Linked DNA regions of Oncorhynchus mykiss: region 1 is linked to region 2. The links are chromatin contacts, called in public Hi-C maps. All regions are on one chromosome and are shown on one strand. The core of a region is the stretch at or near the end of the contact, and the rest is flanking DNA. Distances in the headings are between cores, read along the strand shown. Region 1 holds the start of eps15 (epidermal growth factor receptor substrate 15). Region 2 holds the start of LOC110524422 (glutamate--cysteine ligase regulatory subunit).

Region 1 (4,475 bases), core at 1,165-3,664, 860 kb after region 2:
CAAATAGGCCTATTTCTACAGGAAATCAATGTTTCCTCTGAGCATTATGCATCATGTTCATCTTAATAGTTAATCAGTGTGTCTCAAGTTCCCCTACCAAGACAGCGTTTCAATTACATTTAGGCCAATACATTCATAGGCTGGCAATGTGTACTTCAGTACTGTGTGTGTGCAGCGCTTGAAATCAAGTGGTTAGGAAAGTGGAATGCCTAGTCCAAGCAACAGGCTAAACTAAGTTATTATCCAGGTAGTCTCACAGAGATAAAATCTACTTTTCAAGAGACCTAGTCCAACCAAGACAGCAGCAGCAGGGGAACAATGTTTCCAGACATAACAACTTAGATATCATAAACAAATTATAGACGTAAACACACATACAAACATCATAGATAATCAATCGTACTGATAATCACATTCCTCAGTAACATGAGTCAACCAACCTTCTGAACTCCTCCAAAGAAACGAATAGCCTGCACTACCACATTTTACACAATGAATAAGGTCTAGCCTAAGTATGAAATCAGATCAGGAGAAGACCGTCATCTGCCAATGATCATATGAAATAGACAAGCACTATCCCACCTTGTTTAAAGTTAACATACAAATGGCGCCTCTCAAGTAATGTAATAAAGGAATGGGTATTTTCTGATTTCCGAAGAAGAAAACCATGATGGACTTCCTGACACTCACTTCCTGTGGCTCCTTATGGTGCATTCACAATGGGAGTGTTTGACCAGTAAGAGCTTTGTCTGTGAACAGACTAAATATTGGATGTGCTCTTCTCCTTTGCACTTTTACAAAAATATTAATATTCAAAGAACAGCTAACTAATAAATGTAATGTTTTAACAACTGCAACCTTACAGTACTATAGACGAGTCAGACGATTCCAAAAAGGCTATATAAAACATATAGATCTAGCTTACTCGTTGAAAAGTGTATGACATTGCATGTTACTTCAATAATACATTCATAATCTGATCATTATATCTTTCCCAGACCCCCACACCATTTTCTATTGGAAACCATTGTGTGCCTGGCACTGTTGGCTGCCTAAACACAGAGTCTTTGTGTGACTAATTGCATAGCAATGAATACTCTTCACAAAACTGCAGATGATACTAGCTATACTGTGCTGTATGCAGTATTTTCTTGTCCAATCCTTATTCCCCCCGCACAGCACAGCCCTGCTGCCAAGAAATTGCACCAACTGTAGTTACCAACCCCAGTCTTTTGCCTTGGTATAGCTCAGCCGAGGTAAAGAACATGTCACTCCATTGAAGAATGGTAATATCCCATAACATAAGACAAATATATAAATCAGTGCATACTAACTTCGCTAGCTAGTTAATGACATATAGCTAACGCAATCATTATGCAGTCAAAATATGTAGTAACTATGAGATTAACAATGTCAATAGTCAGGATGTCAGCTAAACTAACTAGCTAGTTTAACCAGTAGAATACTGCTGGCAAATAACGTCCACTATCAACTTAAATGAATCAGAAAACCAATACTAATATCAATGTGATTAATAAAACAGCGGTCGTCTGCAACATAGTTGGCCATTGGCAGTGTCATATGGGACAACATGCGGCTACTTCCTCTTCTCTGACTAGCTGATGATAGCAAGCTAACTAATTAAAGTTAGTTTGTATTGGCAGTTTAATAAATGATTAAAACGGTCATATCGGACAGCTGACTTGATATCCTCTACCTAATACGTTACAATAAACGTTAGTTTACAAAGAGAGGAAAGTGGATTGAAGCTAGTTAACGTTACCGTGCTAGCTTTGCTATGCGGCTCACACAGCATGAATGCAAACTGGTAGTTAGCTAGCTAACATTACGCTTACAAATAAATGTTGACAGTCGAACAAATAGGAACTTTGCATATTGAAATAAAGGAGCTCTCAAAGTTAGCTAGGTAATGTAGTGACCAGTGAATACAATCAAAAGAAACAAAACTAGGCAAAAGTTCTAGCTAGCTACTGTAGCTATCCGACCATTCCAAAATTGACACAACAGGCAGCTAATGTTAGCCTAACTAGCAACGCCCTTACGCAGTCGCTAAAGGCGTTAGGCAGAAACTTTACCCAGTCATATCTTGGGTTGAGGAAAACTTCAAAAGAGTTCAAGACCGCGAGGCACAGCAGTTCAAAACCATTTATTCCTTAAATCCATTTGCCCAATAAGTACAAAGCACCTACATACTAATCACCATTCGTTTTGAAATAAAATACTTACCTGAGTCAGGGAAAGACTGGCAGCCATAATGTTTCTGTTCCCACTACTTCATTCTGCGTAACGATAGATTAGAGGCAGCTTTAAAAACGAGGCACTGGAATTTGTGTACTGGAATGGGGGTCATTCAATCAGCTTCAGATGGCGCTGCTCCCGCGACTGTCTGCAGCAGTGCTCTGGTGTAAATGTGAACGAGTTTAATGCCAGTGTAATAATGAATGGCTGTTTGCAACGCTGCAAACTTAACCACGGGAAGGTGGAGTTAACCTCAAATTACGCGACACACACGGTGAGCGTTATAGAATATATAAGAATGAGACAAAACCAATAAATTGAGTCACTTCCTTTATGTTGCATTATTGGAGAGTAATCTGTATAAGAACTTCTTCCTTCCACAATAAAATGAAAACAGCCTCCCCATACATAGTCTAAAATGTTTCACAACAGGGTCAACTTCCAATCAGCATAGGGACAAGGCTTTAGGGTAGAGCAGTGCAGAAACATTTACATTAAAATCCAGAGGGGGGAAAATTCCAGTTTAAAAAAAAAATCCCAAAATGAACATATCAATATCAGAGCCTCCTGCTTTAGAATATCTTAACAGCTGTATGTATGCAGTCTGAGCTTATTTTCAATTTAGAAAATAGGTGCATTTGATTTAAGGTAGCTTGAGTAGTTAGTGAAAACTGCCTACCCAATACACAGAGTGACCCCATGAGTGCTGAAAATAAGCTGCAGAAAAGGATAATCAGTAGACTTTCACACCATAGCCAAAACAATATATCTCTCCACACACATATACACCATCATAATGCCATATACATGTTTGGGGTACAAGCACCTACCAGACATCAGGTAGCACAGACTCAACAAAAATGTGTCAGATTTTTTTTTTTAAATACACAAAAAAAATGCATTGAGGTAAACATTGTCAGGAAATTTGAGATGGTCAATATACTTAATGTAGTTAGCAGAAGAACATTGTTTTCAGAGATGAGATTCAAATTGTTGTAAACTTCACTTTCAAAAACAATTACTGGCATGTCACTGCTAAAAAATAAAAATCTCAAATCTAACAATAAATCTTCAACCAAATCTCAAATCTGAACTCCTATAGATTATCAACATAACATGGAAACATAACTAATTGCTGTCCTTAGTTTTCGCCCCTTCCCTTGTGATGTAGGCAAAACAATAGCTACCCATTTGTTTTGGGGGAGAAGCATAAATCATTAACGGAAAGGCCAAACAAAGCCCCATCTTCAGCCTTGCGCCAATGGATCATAGTAGACAGGGTTCCTTTTCAGAAGTTCATCTCATCTTTGTGTTTAGAGTCAATTTCTTCATCCTCTTCTCCCTCCTTTTTATTAATCTCTTCTCCATCCCGTTTCTTTCTCTCCTCTTCCTGACTGTCCGTCATCATCTTTTCAGGGTCCTGTGTAGACCGCAAAAAAATATATATATATATTGACAGGGTAGGAGACGATGCACACATCACCTTTTAGAGAGGGCATATTATAATGACAACTCAATCTAAACATAACTGGTAAAGTTGATGGTATATCACACAAAAAAAGGAGACCATCGGCTTACCTTTGTTGCACCCCATGTCTCGTTCCCTACTTCTGCAAGCTTTGGTTCATTGAGAAAGTTGTCAAAAATAGTCCCTGACTTCACCTATAAAATGATAAAGGGTCATTGTTTATTTAAATCTTAACCATTCACTTCAAAAAAAATGAAAGTCAAAAGAATAGTAAAACACTACACACCATGTTACATTAATCAAGGATTAGAGTCAGTCACTCTACCTGCCACATATCCAATCACCCCCATGCTGGCATATTTCAAGGTCAGCAGTGTAGTCAGGGTTGTCAATTTCAGGGTTCACCCATTTCCCCTTGGAGGCAGGATTGTCAATCTGTTTGGGCTTCCACTCCCCCTGTGAAAAACAATGTCAGAAAGTGCTTAGTTCCCTATGCAAAAGTATTTTTTCCCCACTATGTATCCAAGTAAATAGGCAAATTAGTAAAAATGGCAAGACCACATTTCACCGAGTGTAGTACATTCACACCAAATCCTTGTGGCCATGAGTACAAACAACCGTGGAGGCCTACCTTATAGTCAGGGTCCGTGACCATGGGAGGCTCCCATTCACCATCCATCTCATCGTTCCAGTCATCAAGCTTCTTGGCATCAGGGTCAGGGATAGTCTCAGCCACATCCCAGTCCTA
Region 2 (4,566 bases), core at 1,496-3,995:
AGATTTCAGTGGTGACATTTTCCTAAAATCCATAGGATATGTATGTGTGTGCTGTATGCTCTGTTGGGCAGCTAACAAACATACTATTATGTTCCAGAACTGGTTTGACAAGAACATTATCTGGGTTAAACAATTATTGAATAATGATGGCCAACTATATGATTATCAAGACTTCATGAGAACACAATGTTACATTCACTCCTGAAGAGTATCACATTGTTGTGAGAGCTGTCCCTAAAGGTGCTATTCTTCTTTTAGGATAATATAACAATACTCCAAGTGCAACTGTTGAGGATTTTGTAGCCTCAATACAGTTAGAAGGAATTGACAGTTTAAACTATAAATGTAATAACATGTATATAAGGAAACGATGTCAATATGTTACTATTCCCTCTGCTAAAATGTACTGGAATGCAGCCCTAGGACAAGTGAACTGGAACAAAGTCTCATTGTTATCTGGTAAATATTGTATATCTAATAATGTGAAAGAAGTATCATACAAACTCATTCATAGAACCTACCCTGTGAAGACCTTTAATATACACAGATTTAAAATAGCTATTGATAACAAATGTGTATTTTGTGGCTGTGACCCAGAAACTCTTGACCATTTATTTTGGGACTGTTCTTATGTCAGACGATTTTGGAGTGAGTTAGAAGATTTTATTCCAAAAGCAACGACTATTAATGTTAATCTGAGAGAATCTGATAATGTTTATTTTGATCCAAATTATATGGAACGTGACTGTCACGCCCTGACCTTAGTTATCTTAGTTTTCTTTATTATTTGGTTAGGTCAGGGTGTGACGTTTAGTTTTGTATTGTCTAGGTTTTTTTGTATGTCTAGGGGTTTTGTATATCTAGGGTTTTTTGTATGTCTAGGTGTTTATATGTCTATGGCTGCCTGGATTGGTTCTCAATCAGAGGCAGCTGTTTATCGTTGTCTCTGATTGGGAACCATATTTAGCTAGCCATATTCCTTGGTTATTTTGTGGGTTGTTATTCTATGTTTAGTTGCCTGTTCTGCACTAGCCATATTGCTTCACGTTTTGTTGTTTAGTTCTGTTCAGTGTTCTCTCTTTAATTAAAGAGTTATGTTCGCTTACCAAGCTGCGCCTTGGTCTCCTCTTTATGACGACAGTGACGTAACTTTCATTGTTAATTTATTTATCCATACAAAGTAGTGGGCAGAGAACAAACCCCTCTTCACATTGTTTAAGATGCTTTAAATATTATTTTGAAATGAAGAGTAAATGTAAAAAGAAATATGCACCATAAAAGTGTTAGTCTCGATATGTAATACCCGTCTGTTAGGTTTATGTACTCTTGTTTGTATATTTCTGTCATTTGTATGTTGTGTTCATAATAAAAAATAAATAAACCTATGGTCACAAAATTATATATGTAGTTAAGTGAATAAAAATATATTTGTATATATATATACACACAATAATGGCAGAACAGTAAAGTTAAGTAGCTACAACAGGCTCTATCACATCTTCCAAAACTTGCTGTATTCATCCCCTTTGAAATAGTCTTTGAATTCCACCGTCCTCTGTTTAACAGCTCCCTTCTTGGAGTCCCGCCTCCAGATCCTGATTTTCCTTTCTTCCTCTGAGAGTGTACTGATGTCCACAGGCATCTGAAGGGATACAACACAAAATCATCAAAATCACTCTCACAATTTGTCTGATTAGCATTCAAACGTAGGATTCCTGAATAGTCAAAAGTGGCAAAAATGTAAACTCAGCAAAAAAAAGAAACAAACCTTTTTCAGGACCCTGTCTTTCAAAGATAATGAGTAAATATCTAAATAAATTCACAGATCTTCATTGTAAAGAGTTTAAACATTGTTTCCCATGCTTGTTCAATGAATCATAAACAATTAATGAACATACACCTGTGGAACGGTCGTTAAGTACACTGTACAAAAATATGAACTCAAAATGTAAAGTGCTCGTCCCATGAGCTGAAATAAAAGATACCAGAAATGTTCCATTCGCACAAAAAGCTTCTCTCAAATTTTGTGCACAAATTTGTTTACATCCCTGTTAGTGAGAATTTCTGCTTTGCCAAGATAATCTATCCACCTGACAGGTGCCAGACATCAAGAAGCTGATTAAACAGCATGCTCATTACACAAGGGCACCTTGTGCCGAGGACAATAAAAGGCCACTCTAAAATGTGCAGTTTTGTCACACAACACAATGCCACAGATGTCTCAAGTTTTGAGGGAGTGTGCAAATGGCATGCTGACTCTGGGAATGTCCACCAGAGCTGTTGCCAGATCATTTAATGTTAATTTCTCTACCATAAGCCACCTCCAATGTAATTTTATAGTTTTGGGCAGTACATCCAACCAGCCTCACAACCGCAGCCTCAACCGTATATGACGTCGTGTGGGCGAGCAGTTTGCTGATTCATAATTAATTTTACAGAAACAAGAAGATCCCACGTAGTTTGGCGTAATTTTTTTTTTCAACATTTTGAACGTTTACCTAAAAAAAATATTTTTCCATCAGACCTGTCACATTTTTTACCTGACATGTATGTTACTAAGCATAAAAAGGTTGGATGGAAACCTGGTTACTGGTGGTGATTTTCATGTTGAATTAAAAAGGAAATCTTCTCTCTTGAAACAAGCTGAGTCATGATTAATATACATTACAATTGTCAGTACAGTACTGAACTGTAACAACATATTGGTCAAAAGGGTGCTAAATTCCACATAAATCCATGCCAGATTTTGCACACAACGCACAGTTACAAGGTGGGCGTGCTCATAGCGCTAGTTTCCACCAGCAAAATAAACTACCGGTACATATGCAATTCACAGAGGTACTGTTTTTGAAACGCGGTGAGTCCTGTCGCTAACTGCAGAAATAAATAACTGGATAAGTTGCTGGATAGCTTAAAAGGACGTTTCACTACTATATATTTACTGACAACCAAGGACACCACATGGACAATCACACCACCAGTGCTAAAGTGCTTCTCAACCATGCTACGACATTGAATCTGCACACGGGAAATTTAGTAAACCGTAGCCGTCTCAAGAAAAAATGTCCGTCTTCACCTAGTGAAGAGGTAAGACTGACCATTGACTTTGTCATAACTGGCTAGCTAATGTAAGACGTTTGAAAAGAGTGCATTACGGCTGGTCAGCTAACTGGCTAGATAATGTTGTTGCTAACTAGCTTGAAAAACCATGGCCTCGACTTAAATTAGCGCGTTTAGGTAGCTCAACAACCATGCGTTGTCTTTCCTATATCCATCCCCATTACGTCATTAAAAACATCAGTTTGCGTTATGTAGTCTGACGTTTATGGCTGTATTGCAAGACCTGTCAGGGTCATGATTCACCTGATAATCAGATTTAAAGATGCTTGAGGACATTTTAAATTAAGAAAGCCAGGACTTGTCTTGTGTAGATTATTGAAGGCCAGCTTTAATTCGGCATGGAGAACAATCATAAAACTATTTCCTTGAAGCTGTGCCCAACTTGACTCGAAGAATATCCATTTAGCGTTTAATGTGTTGATCTTGTATAGTAAGCCATAGCTCAGTACCAGAACTTAATGCGCACATTTTCGTACTGTCCAAGTCACTAATTACCAGCAGTGTACAAAATAATCCTATACTGTCCATGTCTGGCAATCTTTCACAGCATCATTGAGTGATCTATAGGCATAATTGAAAGCCCTACCTAGTTACGAGGTGTTGTTTATAGCAAACATGTTAACACTTCCATTCATTTACAGTCCACTCTTAATACATTTTTTTTTTTACCATTCCAGATTCAAGACTGTGTTCGAGCTACACTTAGTGAGTGGTTTGCCACGATACCACCACCAACTTCACCAACGGTTAGGCAGTTCTCTTATTTATTTATTTGTTTATTTATTGATCTTCATTTGCTATAAATGAATAGGCAAACTGTGCTTCAGCCCATCTGCATTTAACCTATTGGACTAATAATTAGCTAGATCCCAAATGTGATCTTTTAATCTTTTATCTAGTTAGCATTCTATTGATTTATAAAAAAATAAAAAACTTGCATAAACACAGTGAATATAATGTAGGCATACCTGTCAGGGTAACTTGGGGTCACCTAGGGTAACAGAAACCACTTCATGTCACCATTTACCCCCCACAACACTTTCCCTGGTTGCTACTACTTTTGTTCAACTAAGCATGTAATCTGTCACCACAATTTAAGTCACTTCTCAACAAATATATAGAGGTTATTGCATTTTACCCCAAGTTACCCTACAATTGACCCATGTTCCATTTAGTCCCACTCCCCCAATGCACTCACTGCAAACTCTGGGTTTAAAATGGTGCCGTTCACAGATATTTAGGAGTTGAGAAATAAAGTAGGAATGGAAAGCTGGGATCCCCCTCTTTTTAATAAAGGCCATTAAAACTGCTGTTTTCCCTGCGATTGCCAGAATTGTTGTGCATTGACTGCTTGTCGGAATGCATGTTTTCCTCCCTATGGCACTGAACTTGAACACACAACAAGCCGACCAGGGAAATGGATAAATCAGACAACCCATAGTATAA

Evidence for each region. A called contact is a pair of places that touch in the nucleus more often than the background predicts.
Region 1: a contact with region 2 is called in a Hi-C map of liver, with 8 times the contacts expected there. The contact joins the promoter of eps15 here to the promoter of LOC110524422 in region 2. A contact is called at or near these places in 2 of 3 Hi-C or Micro-C datasets (blood and liver).

The regions. Positions count from the first base shown.
Region 1 is chr5:69,047,964-69,052,438 of USDA_OmykA_1.1, forward strand. It overlaps eps15 (epidermal growth factor receptor substrate 15), which reads right to left and starts at 2,415. Exons shown (of 25, transcript XM_036978205.1): 1 at 2,248-2,415. The coding sequence starts at 2,274. It also overlaps the pseudogene LOC110522990.
Region 2 is chr5:68,191,007-68,195,572 of USDA_OmykA_1.1, forward strand. LOC110524422 (glutamate--cysteine ligase regulatory subunit) reads left to right here and starts at 2,746. Exons shown (of 7, transcript XM_021604025.2): 1 at 2,746-3,087; 2 at 3,798-3,866. The coding sequence starts at 2,962.